Linked DNA regions of Mus musculus: region 1 is linked to region 2. A link is a contact called in public HiChIP or PLAC-seq data. All regions are on one chromosome and are shown on one strand. Each heading gives the region's core, a stretch centred on a gene start, on an enhancer-like site or on the middle of the called end of the contact. The rest is flanking DNA. Distances are from core to core; before and after follow the strand shown.

Region 1 (7,516 bases), core at 1,158-3,657, 200 kb after region 2:
TCTTACTACTGTCCTTAAGTGCTTCACAGTGTCAAAGCCCTGACAGGGCTCTGGTTTCTGACTTCCAGCTCATGGTGGGGCTGGAGCAGTGACAGGCCAAGGAGCTCACAGATGGCACTGATGACAAGAGCTCTGATAGGAGAGCTCGCTCCTGTTGTTAAAAGGCGAAATCGTGGAGTAGACTCTAATGTATCTTGGTGGTCTCGGCCTGTGAATAAGATCCAGAGAGATGCCAGAGAGATGGTTCAGGGGTTAAAGGTGACTGCTGCCAAATCCAAGGAGCAGAGTTCAATCTCCAGAACCCATATGTAGAATCAAGTCTTCCTCTATCTAACATAGTTCTGCCTCCCTTCCCCCAATAAGTAAATAAATAAGCAAGCAAACAATATCACTTTAAAAAACTTGGTGTATAGTTCAACTTAGAGACCCCATGTGTGTTTGCCCTGTTCAAGTAAATCCAGCCAGTCTCCTTTTGATAAGTAGCCTGTGATTATTAGTTTAAGATTAAGAAGATGACAAGCATGCCTTTGAAGATAGGTCTTGTGTGTATAATTTGGAAGTGCTATACTGTTACATTCTATGGAGGAGGAAGAAGGACACAAGACAAGGACCTGAAGTTCAGAACCCTGTTTGCCAGAGTGGGAAGTGCTTATTCCACAGCACTTCCTAGGCACCTATCTGAAGGTGCAGGGTACCACTGCTTAGGTGTGTGTGTATCATGAGGCTGTTGTGTGCTGCCTATGTGCTGAGGAGCCAGCAGAGAGCAAGGCAGACATGGATGCGGGCCCTCTGGCTTCTACTATTGAGGGGGCCTAGAGTAGAGTTTGGAAAGCCAGGCAGTGTCACACGCCTGTAACTCCTGCTGCTGAGTTACAGCCTGAGCAGCATGGTGGGAGAGATACACTGTCACTCTTCCCTAATGATAAGGGAGACAGTATTCACGGTCAGTGCAGGCTCATAAGCACAAGCTGTAGAGGAAGTGGAAGGAAACACTGCGGCTTGAGCTGGGACCCACGCTCTTGGCTTCTCAAGTGTTCTTGGTCCAGTGGAGTACAGTGTGTGTGTTTCCAGCCTGCAGCCTGAGGTGCGACCTTGGGATATGGTGGACATCCACCGCTGTCACTGGCCCAGCCTGTTTTTGTTCAAGGAGTATCTGAAGCTCAAACAGTCAAGTGAATGGTGTGATGCAGGTCTGTAGCTTAGCCCTATGTGAGACTGTGGATGTCTCAGAATATTGACCTCAGGTATAGGGGCTTGGCTCAGGTCCGCCTGTGAGGGCTGGGCATGCAAGCCTGTAAGAGTCTAGTGCACGTTCATTGGCTCTAGGATCAGCTAGTGTAATGCTGTTTTAGGCAGCCACAGACTAACGTTTCAGTGTAAGGAGGTGGAGATATTTATGGGGTTCTAGCCACGTGCCATCCACTCTGCCAGAAGCTGTTGATTTTCGTCTTGCAAAGGCTTGATGAGGAAGGTTGAGCCGTGGACCACAGACACCAGGGTATAAGAAGCTAGACTTAGAGCTAGACATAGTGGTGCACTCCTTTAAAAGTCCCAGTGCTTGGGAGACAGAAGCAGGCAGATCTCTATGAACCCAAGGCCTTTCTGCTGTACATAGCAGGGCTCCAGGCCGGCTGGGATACAGAGCGAGATCCTGAATCAGAAATCACTCCCCCTCTCTAAAAAAAAAGAGAGAGAGAGAGAGAAAAGTCAGATTGGAATGCAGTGTCCTTATGGGTGGAGTCCCCTTTGAGTGATAGGGCAGGGACCGGCAACAGAATGCCAGATTGCTTGTTCCACAGAACCTTATCCCCTGTACCGCCTGGTGCTCAGGAATTGTTGCATAGCCCTGAGGAAGCAGCAGGTAGTGAGAGCTGAGGTGCTTGGCTCTTCCTTGCTGCCTTCAGAGTGGGGCGTGTCTGGGTGGAGTCCTGATTGCCTTTCTGTGTGACCTAAGTGAGCGCCTCTCCTTCCTTCCCCTCAGTTCCTTGCTGTACAGCGTGAGGAGAACATTTCATAGGGACACCAGGAAAAGGAAATGTTTTTAAATTTATCTTCTGTGTGTGTGGTGGACAGAGGATAACTTTGGGAAGTTGGTTCTCTTCTTCCATCGTTGGCCCAGAAATGGCATTTTTAATACACTTGGCACACAGAAAGTTGGGGCTATAGCTACTCTGTGTCATATTTTGTATACCCAACTGTATGTAACATAAATGGAAGCCACAGTTCCTGTCCTCTCACCTTGGAGAGCAGGAAAGGTGTGTTCATGAAGTCTCGTAAGCTGACAGGGGAAAGTTGTGGGGAAGAGCTCTGGAGGCCATGTGTGCAAGCTAGTCAGGTGTTCCACCTCTTCCTGGAAGCCCTGCAACCTTCCAGTCCTCCGTCAGCCTGGGGGCTGGGCCTGAAGCCCAGGAAGACCTTGCCCAGTCAAAGAGGAAGGGGAGGCTCGGGTGGAGCACCATCTGCTGGGGAGTCCACTGTACCAAGTCCAAGGTCATTGTGACGTCAGTGGGGTGGGTTTGAGAACCACTGCGTAGACATGGAGAGGAAGTGTTTGCTGCCAGATGCCAGTCGCTAAGCTCAGGAGTTTGCATTTGGTCTGGACAGTGTGGAGCCAGTGACATTTCTCACAGGGCAGGTGGAAATTTGAGCAGGCTGATGGAGCAGTGGTATTTTAGCACGAGTCCTCTAGCCGTGCTGTGTAGAGAGGGCCTTGCTGATGGAAGAGGGAGGAAAGGGGGATGCATTTGTAGGTATCACCTGAGAGGTGCCAGGGCCTGGCCAGGCTGGCTGTGGTCTGGGAAGGAAGGTGTGGTGGAGAAAGGCAGATAGGCATAATGAGCTGGAGAGATCTGCCATCTGGTTGACAGGTACATCTGCCCCCACCCCCCATCGTCTTACAGGCCTTCTGATTGGGTGATTTGTCATTGACAAAACAGCTATTTTGATCAGTTAAATCCTAGATAATGGGACCCATAGAGCCTTGATAGATGGTTGACACTGAGTGGGCATTCTGCACAGTTAGCCCAGTGACAGCCATCTTGGGCCTGCTGGTGGCACTTGCCATTTAGCCCAATGTGCTGTAGCTTGTAGGCACATCAGTGCCTGAGACCTGGAGTGGCTATGTAAGCAGCAGGAGCTGCTGTTAATGGGCGGCTTTGATATCCCATGCAGTGATACGAGACAGACCCACATTACTCTTATGGTACAGATGAGGAAACCAGGCCTGTCTAGGCTGCCCCGCTGCCTGTAGTCGTTCTTCTTTTTTTCTTCATAAGGATTATTTATTTTATTTGTATGAGTGTTTTGCCTGCAAGTGTGTCTGTGTACCACATGCATGCCTAGTACCTGTGGAAGTCAGAAGAGAGCGTCGGCTCTGGAACTGGAGTTATGGGTCCACCAAGTGGGTGTGGGGGAACGGAACCTGGGTCCTCCGCAAGAGGAAGTAGTGCTCTTAACTGCTGAGCCATCTCTCCAACCTCCCCACCCCTAGGCATTTTCCTTGTTATTTATTCTGTGGACAGCTATTACAACTTGTGGGTGAACTAGAGACACCAGAGAAGCAGGGTGATGGTAGGTGCGTGGTGACGCAGGCAGCAGCCTCACCGGAAGTCCTTCTGCTGTGCTTCCCGCTGCTGCCACCCTGCTTCCAACAGCTCGACCTTCTCTGTGCTCTTTTGCAGTCCTCTAATCCTGTTTGGTCCAAATCAGTGGTCTAGTAGTTACCATCCTCCAGCCAGGGTGGTTACTGCCCGTGGCCTTGCTGTGAAGAGGTTATCATGGGGATTGCCTGAGCATGTATGGAAACTGTAGGCAGTGCCTGGCGTGGTTAACATGTGAGAGGCATGTTGGCTGCTGTTAAAGGTTATTTTAATTCCCACGAGTAGTTTATGGCTGGCTATTCATGTACCCTCCCAGCTGGCCTGGGAGGCAGCATTGGCCCTTAGGAGACTGCTGTAGTTGGAGTCCCTACCCCAAAGCTGGCAGCCTTAGGGACCAGCCCAGGTAAACTCCAGCCTGGTGAGAACTCCAGTCTAGTGCTGCTGGCCTCAGAGTTCTTACCACAGTGTGGGAGCTGTTGGGTGTTCCCCCCGCCTCTGACCCTGAACTTCTGCTTCAACTGCTCCCAGAAGCTTCCTCTTCTCATGCTGAACTCACCATCGTCTTCTCCGAAACCGTTATCGGACTGGCTGCCACTGGTGCTCCTACATAGAAAACAGCGCGGGATTCTATTTGCCAGAGGAACCATCTCTAACTTGAAATACACCCCGTGCCTCATGGCTAGGCTCTTCTCACCAGGCCTTCTCAGCTTAGGGACCACAAAGCTGGCATATGTAGTAGGTTCTTGACCAAAATGCTACTAGGATGTGTGGTTGTGGTCAAACTGTGAAAGATACCTTTGCCTGTACTAGCTCAGCCAGTGCAAATGGCTCAGAAGCAGCTTCCTTCCCTGGTTAACACCAGGGGACTTTTCCTGGGAGCTGTGAATGGCAGAAGGGGTTCAGGTCAGGCTTGCTCATGTTGTCCTATTGCTCAGGGTTTCTCTGCTGGTGGCTTGGACCTTACTGGGCTTTCTCTGGTTTTATATATTCACTTTCCTTCTCTGTTGTAGTGTGTACTACTGAATTGGAGAGGAGCATGTATCTGCCCACCCTGTGGTGCCATCTCGCCCTAGCAGGTTGACCTCTCAGGGAGCCACCCCAGAATTTCTCCCTGTGCAACGTGGGTGTGCTTTTTTTTTTTTTGTCTGCACCTCTAGCTGCCTGGTGACCTCACCTAGGCTTGGGGTGCAGGTTGCTATATAGATAGAATGCCTTTGAGCTTCTCATCTTCCTGCCTCCATTTCTAAAGTACTAGGATTAAAGGTGTGTACCGTCACACCCAGCCTCTGTTGAGGATGGGGTGTGTGTGTTTGTGTGTGTGTGTCTAGATCAGAGACAACTTCTTCTACCTTTGTATGAATTCCAGGGATTGAAGTCAGTTTGAAGGGTTTATATGGCAAGTACCTTCCATACATGCTAACCCATCTCTCTGGTCACTGTTGAGGATTTCTGCTGTGAGCTTTCTCAGTGTGTACCCTTCGCCCCTCTGGCGAAGTCTCATCAGTCATGAGCATTTTCATAGGCATGCACTGTAAATTGTTGTTTCTGGCTGTCCTCTGATTTGAGGTGACAGCTTTGGGCTTTGAGGTGTGCAGTGAGGGGTCCTAGAATTGGAGGTCATCAGGAAACTGCATGGTTGATTATGTACCCACTCCTAGAGCTCCTGTTAGTCACAAGTGTCCCTTTCCTTCTGCCAGGGGGTGCCCACAATCTTGATATCTGGTTCTGTCAACCCCAGTCCTAGAACCATTTCCTCCTGTTGCAGATAAAGAAATGAAAGCTCAGGGAGAATGGTAACTCGCATAGGGCCCCAGTGAAGCACGAGCAGTTACCATGGACTCCAGGCCCATCCTTCTCAAAAGCTTCTGGCAGTCGGATTCTTCCAGGATGGTTATCTCATAGATGAGCAATGTATAGATGAGACACTGAAGCCTCAGTAAGTCTGCCACAGTGACTGAGAAAGTCTGAATTTAGATAAGTAGGAGGTAGTTGTATTTTGGGTCAGATTGTTGAAGTAACAGCTTTTAGGCTAGAGGGACCCTGCAGTGTGGTCTCTAGAAAGGAGCCTTCTAGCCCGGAAGCATTGGTGGAACTTCCCCCTCCACTAGCAGGACCTGACTCAGCAATGGAACAGGTCTTTTTGTGGGAATACCAGCATCCATGGCTTCTAGAGTGACAAAAAAGCCAGGGGCAGGTTGGGCCTTCATGACAGTGCCTGTTGGGAACTGTTGGTGTGGAAGCCCTAAGCCCTGCAGGGTTCCTTTATCTCTTTCCCTGTGATTCACATCCCAAGCCTTGGGCACTTGGTGCCCCATTGACCGTTCTTAGGCTGCCTGCTAAGTTTGTTTATTATTTTGGGGAGGGAATCAGTAAATCCCCTTGCTCCTGTGTGAGTGCTGCAGTGGTGTCCCTTTGTCTGTCCCTGGCGTGTGCTGTGGCTCCATCGGGGTTTGTGGAATGATTGACCTGCCTGTTTGTTCTTCATGATGTGAGCAGCTTCCCTATCCTCGGATAAACCACGTGACACTGCCATGTTTGGGTAGGTAAAAATTGATAGGTATCAATATCAATGTCTGTGTGATGAGAGAGTAGGGCAGTTTGAGTGGGAGACCTGCAGTATCCAGTTTTGTGTGTGTGTGTCTTTCTCTCTTCCGCTCTCTCTACCTTCCTCTTTCCCTCTAACCACCCACTTTGTTGTTGTGTTTGTTTGCTTTGAGAAAGGGTTTATTTCTCTGTGAAACAGTCATGGCTGTCCTAGACTAGTGAGTAGACTAGGCTCGAACTCACAGAGATTTGCCTGCCTCTGCCTCCCGAGCACTGGGATTAAAGGCCTGGGCCACTGCCCAGACCCTTTGGATTACTCACTCTCTCTCTGTCTCTGTCTCTCTGTCTCTCTCTCTGTCTCTCTCTCTCTGTCTCTCTCTCTAAAGATTTATTTACTTATTTTATGTATATGAGTTCGCTGTAGCTGTACAGATGGTTGTGAGCCTTCAATGTGGTTTTTGGGAATTGAATTTTGTAGGACCTTGCTCGCTCCGGCCCAAAGATTTATTTATTATAAATTAGTACACTGTAGCTGTCTTCAGACGCGCAAGAAGAGGGCGCAAGATCTCATTTGGGTGGTTGTGAGCCACCATGTGGTTGCTGGGATTTGAACTCAGGACCTTCGGAAGAGCAGTCAGTGCTCTTAACCGCGGAGCCATCTTGCCAGCTCTCTTTGGATCTCTTAAACCCAACTTTCACGAGGCTAAACCAGCCAGAGTCAAGGTCTTGATGGGGAAAGGAAGAGCCGAGCAGGGATTGTCAGGTCAGGTCAGCTCACTCTTGATTTCAAAGGCTGGCAGTGTGCCCCTGGGAGAACCACTCGGGATCCTGATAGCAGCCAGTGGTGTGATGGATGGTGAGCATGGGGCCTTTAGTTACAGGAGTTGCCTGCCGTTCTTGGCATTTCCTATTGATCCCAGGCAGTCTGGATTCCCGAGTCCAAGGCTGTGAAAGGGCACGCTCGAGGTGGAAGACCAGGATGAAGTCCTTGTCATCTTCTTGTCTCTGAAATGGTGAGAATAAAACTTGCTATTTTCCCTGGTGTAATAGTGCATATCTTTGATCTCAGTATCTCGGAGACAGGCAGGAGGAGACAGGCAGGAGGATCGCTGAATTCCAGGCCATCCAGGGTCACATGAGACTCTGACTCAAAACAAACTAACTACCACCACCGAAAATACCTCCACTAAAACCCTACAACAATAAAGGAGCTATTTCTCTCCAGGTCTGTAGCTCAGTGGGAGAGTGCTTGTCTAGGGTAAGTGCCCTCTCTGCGTTCAGTCCCCAGCACTCAGGAACAACTCGGGGGTGGGGGGGGTGGGGGGGGGCTATTCCCAAGGGGAGCACTAGGCTAGCCTCTGTGTCATTACCAT
Region 2 (6,944 bases), core at 493-2,992:
TCATTCAATAGAGTCAAGCCCCAGGTGTGGCGGCTTCTCCCAGCTGTGGCTCCTTGTAGCTTCTTGGGTGTCCCCCTCCACTTTTGCATTTGATCCCTAGGCTGGACACTATAACTTTCTGTCCTTGGTCCATCTGCTTGCTCTGTCCCTACCTCATTCCATTCAGCCCTCACTTGCCGGGTGTGTTGGTGTGCCGAACAAAATGCCGCAAAGATGGAGGGTTTATTTTAGCTCACAATTTGAGGGCATAGCTTATCTCAGTGGAGAAGGCGTGGAGGGGGCAGGGGAAGCCAGTCACACTGCATCCACAGTCAGGAGGCAGACAGATGAAGGCTGGTTGCCTGTCGGTGCTCTCCTTTTTATGACCTCAATCCATGTGCTGCTGCCCACGTAGGGTGAGTTTTCCTTCCTCATGTAACCTGTCTGGGAACACACAGCCATGCCCTGAGTCACTGAGGGTGAGTCATTACACCTCCCACCCACCACGCCCCCGTTCAACGTGATACCCTGACACATAATTTTTAGTGGTACATTCTACCTGCGTCGACTTCAGTGCCTGCAGCCACCTCCTAACGCAATGTGTATTAGTTCATCTTAACAGTCCTAATGCTGTCCAAAAGCCCAAAGCCTTTTCTGAGACTCACGGTGACCTTTTAACTATAAGTCCCTGTAAAACCAAAAGTGTAAGTTGTTTATTCCCGACATCCGAAGGCACAGAGTAGGCAGCCCAATCCAAGAGGAAGGGATGGAGGCAGAGAAGGAACAGAGAACATTTCCTGCAACCCTGAATCTGACATCCGAGCTCTAGGTGGTCCCTCCGCACATGCTGGGCTCCGAGCTCCAGCAGGCTCCAGCAGCCCCACTCCCCAGTTCTGCTGCCTGCACACTTCAATAGGTGTTTGTAATTTTCTGAGGCACGCTTCCCGTGGTCTTGGTTTCTCCGCCCTCTTGGGATCGCCATTGGATTTCATGCCTCACCTTCACAGCTTCGTCCAACGGTCTCTTGAGGCCTCCCTCCTTGCAGGGTCTCTAACTCTGCCACATATTGCCCAGAGTCCTCAACTTTGGTGCAAGCTTCTATGACCTTGTAAGTCATGCATTGTGCACACCTGCTGTCCCCGTTAGGGTTTCTATTGCTGTGGTGAAACACCGTGACCAAAGAGCAAGTTGGGGAGGAAAGGGTTAATTCGGCTTACGCTTCCACACCCTAATTCATCACTGAGGGAAGTCAGGATGGGAACTCAAACAGGGCAGAAACCTGGAAGCAGGAGCTGATGCTGAGGCCACGGAGGGATGCTGCTTACTGGCTTGCTCCTCATGGCTTGCTCAGTCTGCTTTCTTGTAGAACCCAGGACTACCAGCCCATGGATGAGCCTCCCCCATAAATCACTAATTAAAACGCCTTACAGCTGGATGGATATTATACAGGCATTTTCTTAATTGAGGATCCCTCCCCTTAGATGACTTTAACTGGTGTCAAGTTGACATAAAACCAGCCAGCATAACTGCTAAACAGCTGTAGCTGGCCCTGTGCCCCTTAGTGCCTGATCTGGGGAAAGCACTTCCTGGGAAGTTGAGTTCACACAGAGAAAGCGTCATAGCTTACAGTTCTTTTTTTCCAAATACATTTGCATTTTTCACAAGTTGGAGCCTTTTATGGGTGGCTCTCCAGAACAGCCCATTAAGCTCTGGGTACAGGCTTCTAGAATCCTCTAGCCTGCAGCTCAGACTCTTCCACGGGCCTACAATCCACCCTGACGCCACACTGGCAGGGACAGCTGTGGCCCTCCTTGCCACCACATGTTTCTTGCACTGATCGCCTTTCTCATCGCTGTGACCAAGGACACTGTCCTGGCGGACAGACACTGCAGGAAGGTGCTTTTCCGGGGCAGAGGCCCATCCACTGCAGTAAGTAAGAGTGATGTGGGAAACTCAGCTGCATAATTGATGGTAATAGAGGACTGGTTTCCCCTGATTTTGTTTGTCTGTTTATTTTAACTTAAAAATAGACTATCAGGGCTGGAGAGATGGCTCAGAGGTTAAGGGCACTGGCTGCTCTTCCAGAGGTCCTGGGTTCAATTCTTAGCACCCATATTTATAACTGCAGTCTCAGGTAATCCGATACTCTATACCACACGTGGTACACAGACACTCATGCAGGCAAAACACCTACCCACATTATCGCATTAAAAAATAAAGTCTTTAAGAATCTACCAGCTTAAGAAAGAAAGGGTTTATTTTTTAATAATAATAATAATAATAATAATAATAATAATAATAAAAGAAATCAAAAGGAAGGAGCCTGACTGCTCCAAGCATGGTGGAGGAGGTTCATTGTAGGTCTGAGGGAGAGCAGAGTCAGAGGCAGGGACATCTGAGAGAGTCCAGAGTGAACACAACCCTGAGCTGGGCCACATGAGAAGGTGGGGGAGGGGAGGGGAGAGCCAGGAGAGTACAGAGCAGACAAAAGGTCCAGATAGCCAAAATGGCTGAATTATACAGGGAAGGGAGGCTGGGGGAAGGGCAGCCCACCCTGGGCTGGAAAAGTTTAGGGTAGAAGATGGGCAGTGCCAGCCATGCCCATAAGAGGTAAGGGCTGAGAGATGCAGGGAGAACCTGGCAGCCAGGTCTGCTTTGAGATGCTAAATAGGCACCTTGGCCATTTGTCCTGGGTTTGAGATGTAACAATTGTGGCTCATAGTTTCTGGGTGAGATCTATCCTAGAGGGGACAGCATGGGGACAGAAAGCTTTTCTGGTTGTAGTGGGAGGAGCATGAGGCAAGGTCACGTGACACTGGCGGTCAGGAAGCAAGGAAAGGTGGGTGTTCACTCAAGCACTAGCTGGCTCACTCTCTCCTCTCTCCCTTTATTCAGGCTTGCTCCCCAGTCCTTGAGATGTGACTGCTCACATTTAGGGTTGGTCTTCCTTTTCCACCCCTGGGAAGCTTCCAGTAGGTCAAGCTTAGGACCAGGCAGGCACTTAGCGAAGTCCTGTTGAATGAGTTCAGGAGAGACCTGCTGATTTTGTAATGGAGGAAGGCATCTCAGAGATAAGGCTAACCATGCCATCTGCCAAAGTTACTCTGTGAGTGGCAGGGCCCCATTCTGCCCGCGTTAGTTTCCTGGGGCTCCTGTTAGCCACCTGACTTCGCTGTGTCCTCTGTGAAACCCAGAGTCTGAAATGCAGCCAGCAGGATGGTGCTCCCTCTGGAGGCTCTGGCGGGATCCTTCCTGCATCTCCATTCCAGAGCTTTGCTGGAAATTTGGAGTCTTGGCCCCAGCAGGCTCACAAGGTCATCAATAACGGTCTTTGATCCCGGAAGACTACTGTAGGCTCTGGTCCAGAGGATACTTTTAGTCCTTTATTTATATTTTCAGTTGTGGGAGGAGCATGCTACAGGGCATGTATATATTGTGTGCACATGTGAAGGTCGGCTGACAACCTCAGGTGTCGGTCTTCACCTTTCATCTTGTTTGGGACAGGGAGCCTTTGTTATTTCCTGTGTCACTCACCAGGCTAGCCAGCCCACCAGCTTGCAGAGATTCTCCTGTCTCCCCGTCCCGTTTCTCCTTAGTGTCCAACTTTACTTGAGTTCAGGGGATCCGAACTTAGGCTGTCATGCTTGCACAGCAAACATTTTACCCAGTGAGTGAACTTTCCAGCTCGGTGTCCTCTTAAACTGTGTTGTGTGTGCTATGCCAGAAAGCCGGAGACCAGGTAACTCGCAGAGAACAAAGATCAACTTCTTCAAGTTCTGAAAGGCCGGGTCCAATATCAAGGGACCTGCACCTGGCAAGAGCCTTCATGTCAAAGTGTCCGGAGGCAGAAAATGTAAGAGTGAGGGAGGGCAGGAAAGAGAGAAAGAAAGCAGAATGGGGCTGGGACCCACTCTGGCTGTGTCAGCCTTCATCTCTCCAGACTTAATCTACTCTTAAAGGTCCCACCACTTAACGAACAGGCATTAGGACTAAGTTTCCAACTTGCTTTTGATGTGCATATTTAACCCAGAGCTGATAGTATAATCCCAGTGACTAGAAAGACATTGTGTGTTGAGCACGCACTCTGTACCAAGCTTGGACCTAGGGGCTCATGTGGCCACCTGACTCCCCTGCCCCCAGTAAAGCACTTCAGACACATGCCTCAGTTTGCAGACCTGAGTCTCAGGAGGTCTCAGGTCAATTTGGATGATCTCATGTCACCAGGAGAGACCAAAGTCAAGAAAGGGAAGGGAGCCTTCTAGGAGAAGGACAGTGAAAAGTTGGCTCACAACCAACACCAGGTCTCCAGCCTCTTAGGCCACCGCTTTCTCCCGTTGCCTCTCCACTGGGTAGACGGGCCTGACTTGGCCTTGCTCCTCCATCTGCCTCAGTTTCCTTTCTCACCAGAAAGCCATGTGACTACTCCTCATTTCATCAGCAAACTTCAAACCACCATGAGCACATGGGGGCACCAACATACACCACCACACTATGGGCAACCTTGGCACAGGCTCTGACAGGATCAGTGCGTGGGTTTCAAATGGCTTCCTTCTCTCTTAGGGGCATCTTTGAATGTAGTGTCTCAACCAGCACTGCTTTTGTGTTTGTATTAAGAAAACCCACCACTTACTAAGCACCCTTACTAAGGTGGATGGATGGATGGGTGGATGGGTGGATGGATGGATGGATGGATGGATGGATGGATGGATGGATGGATGGATGGATGGATGGGTGGGTGGGTGGGTGGATGGGTGGGTGGGTGGATGGATGGATGGATGGATGGATGGATGGATGGTGAATAGGAAGAAAGAGGGAATAGAGGAATGATAGGCAGATGGTCTTTCTTCAGAAAACTCACCCAATCAGAGCTGGGCAGACACTTTGAGCATCCTTCTCCTCCAGAGGCTGGCTGCAGTTGCCCAGCAGGGAGACTAAATTGCCCCCTGTGTTGGGCAGGATGAGCACCCATGCAATCCTCCCAGGAAGTCACCATGGAAGGCCACATTTCTCAGAACTTCCTGGAAGACTGACCTATATTGACATTCTGGGGATGATAGTTACAAAGCAATCCCATATTGGCAACAGGGTGGGCTGCCAATCATTTCCTTTATGCTATAGCAACCCACAATCTATTTGCCCACACAACTGTGAAAACCAGCCATGCAGCACATGTAAACCACCCTGTGCTGGCAGCTCTCACAGCTGGCTCTGTGGAAGTCTGGGGCAGCGGATCCTCTGTGGAAGGGTGTCCTGCCTGCTGCGGGATTTCAGGCAGCCTCCCTGACCGCCATATGTTATATGTCAATAGCATATCTCATGTGACAACCAACAGTGTCTCCAGGGCTGGAGAGAGAGCTCACTCAGCCAAGTGCTCACTGTATAAGTGTGAGGCTCTGTGTTCAGATCCTCAGCACCCAGGGAAGCCAAGCACAGCTGTAATCCTCTATAACTCTGACACTGGGGACATGGAGACAGGCAGAGCCTTGGAGCTCATTGGCCAGCCAGCCTGGCCAAGTCAGTGAGCTTTGGGTCCAGTGACAGGACCACTGAGGGAGACAGCCAAGGCTGACCTCTGACCTCATACGTGTGTTTCTGTATCCACCCCCACACTAATAGCAGTGCAAAATCAAATTGTTGCTATCTCAGGTGAGACCTGTTTATTTGCTCTCAGTAATCCTTATAAGTCATTCAAGCTGCTCTTTGGGCCCTTTATATAGATTGTGAGTTATCGCCTAGTATGTTACCTCATATAGTAGTGTGTATTGTTATCCCCACTTACAGGGAAGAAATCGCAGCCCCAGAAGTGAAACAGGTAGGCCAGGGTTGTATTTCAAAGTTCCACCTAAGGTAGCGTGGACTTTGGTGTGAACTCTGAATCAGGGCCAGGGCAGCTGAACCCTGAGTTTTGCCCTATGCACTCTCTGTGACTCTTACGCACCCCCTGCGGATCGATACAAAGCCAGGGTCCCAGGCACGTGCACACACTAGAGCCGAAGCAGTGTGTGCCTCACACTCTTCTTCCTGAGGGAAGTCCTCCTGGAGAGACTGCACCCCTGTCCCCTAAGAATCAGAGCTCTGGGGAATGAGGCTAGCCTGGCTGAAATGTTCCTCCTGGGACCCAATTGCTGAGTTCCCTGGCTGTGTCCTTGAGATACAGGCCATTGATGGTTAATTTTGCAGCATCCGGCAAATAAGTGCTGAAGTGTTGCTGTGAGCACTGGCCTGGCTCCGGGCACAGTTCCTGTAGCAGAACTCGCTGGGTGCCTGCTGGATGCCTGGCTCCCAGCTCAGGGCTTCCTTTCCAAGCACACAATCCTTGGTGGAAGCCACACAATCCCTTAGGAGACAGATGCAATGATTGTCCTCACGTTACAAGAGAGGACAATATGGGTTGGCGGACATGATAACCTGTCTGCGGCCACATAGCTGGAAGCCAGGTGGTGGAGTTCTAGTCCCAAAGCATCATCCACAGCCCACTCACGACTGCTGTGCCGCCTCCAGTGACATAGGCATGTATATGTGCAGGCACGTGGCTGGCATTGTGTCTGAGGAGGCAGCTCTGGGGACAGCCTCTGAAGTAGATCTCTGCGCCCTCTGCCCCGGCCACAGGTAATTCAAGGCTGGGCCTGAAGCATAATGTGACTTCTCTTTCATTGATTTTTCATTAGAGAAAGAGCAGGGATAAATAAGGAATGTTCCAGGAAATTAATTATCAGGGGCACTGGTGGACAGGGAGGTAGCAGCACAATGGGTAGGCTGGTGGATACATTATGTGGCCTGTGAGGACTCGGGGGGTGTGTGTGTGTGTGTGTGTGTGTGTGTGTGTGTGTGTGTGTGTGTGTGTGTGTGTGTGTGTGTTAAAGCACGCAGCTCTTGCAGAGCAGCAGGCAGCTCCCAGCCTTGCCCCCAGCCCCAGCTCAGAGGGCAGCCGTTACCATGACTTATTAAAGAGGATGTGCACGTGT

What was found. HiChIP or PLAC-seq counts read pairs in DNA pulled down with a chosen protein or histone mark.
Region 1: an H3K27ac HiChIP or PLAC-seq map of embryonic stem cells shows a contact between it and region 2, with 5 read pairs. The contact joins two enhancer-like sites. A contact is called at or near these places in 3 of 115 datasets of contacts at active chromatin or transcription factors (embryonic stem cells and pancreatic cancer cells).

The regions. Positions count from the first base shown.
Region 1 is chr4:139,195,759-139,203,274 of GRCm38.p6, forward strand. All of the region lies in intron 1 of Capzb (capping protein (actin filament) muscle Z-line, beta), which reads left to right. Among named protein-coding and RNA genes, the nearest start is that of Capzb, 6.6 kb to the left of the region's middle. Within about 2 kb of position 2,408, at least 144 of the 459 cell types and tissues checked have an H3K27ac peak or open chromatin away from gene starts, as enhancers often do. A contact at or near this core is called in embryonic stem cells, where this site is marked.
Region 2 is chr4:138,998,444-139,005,387 of GRCm38.p6, forward strand. All of the region lies in intron 7 of Tmco4 (transmembrane and coiled-coil domains 4), which reads left to right. Among named protein-coding and RNA genes, the nearest start is that of Gm33214, 17 kb to the right of the region's middle. Within about 2 kb of position 1,743, at least 12 of the 459 cell types and tissues checked have an H3K27ac peak or open chromatin away from gene starts, as enhancers often do. A contact at or near this core is called in embryonic stem cells, where this site is marked.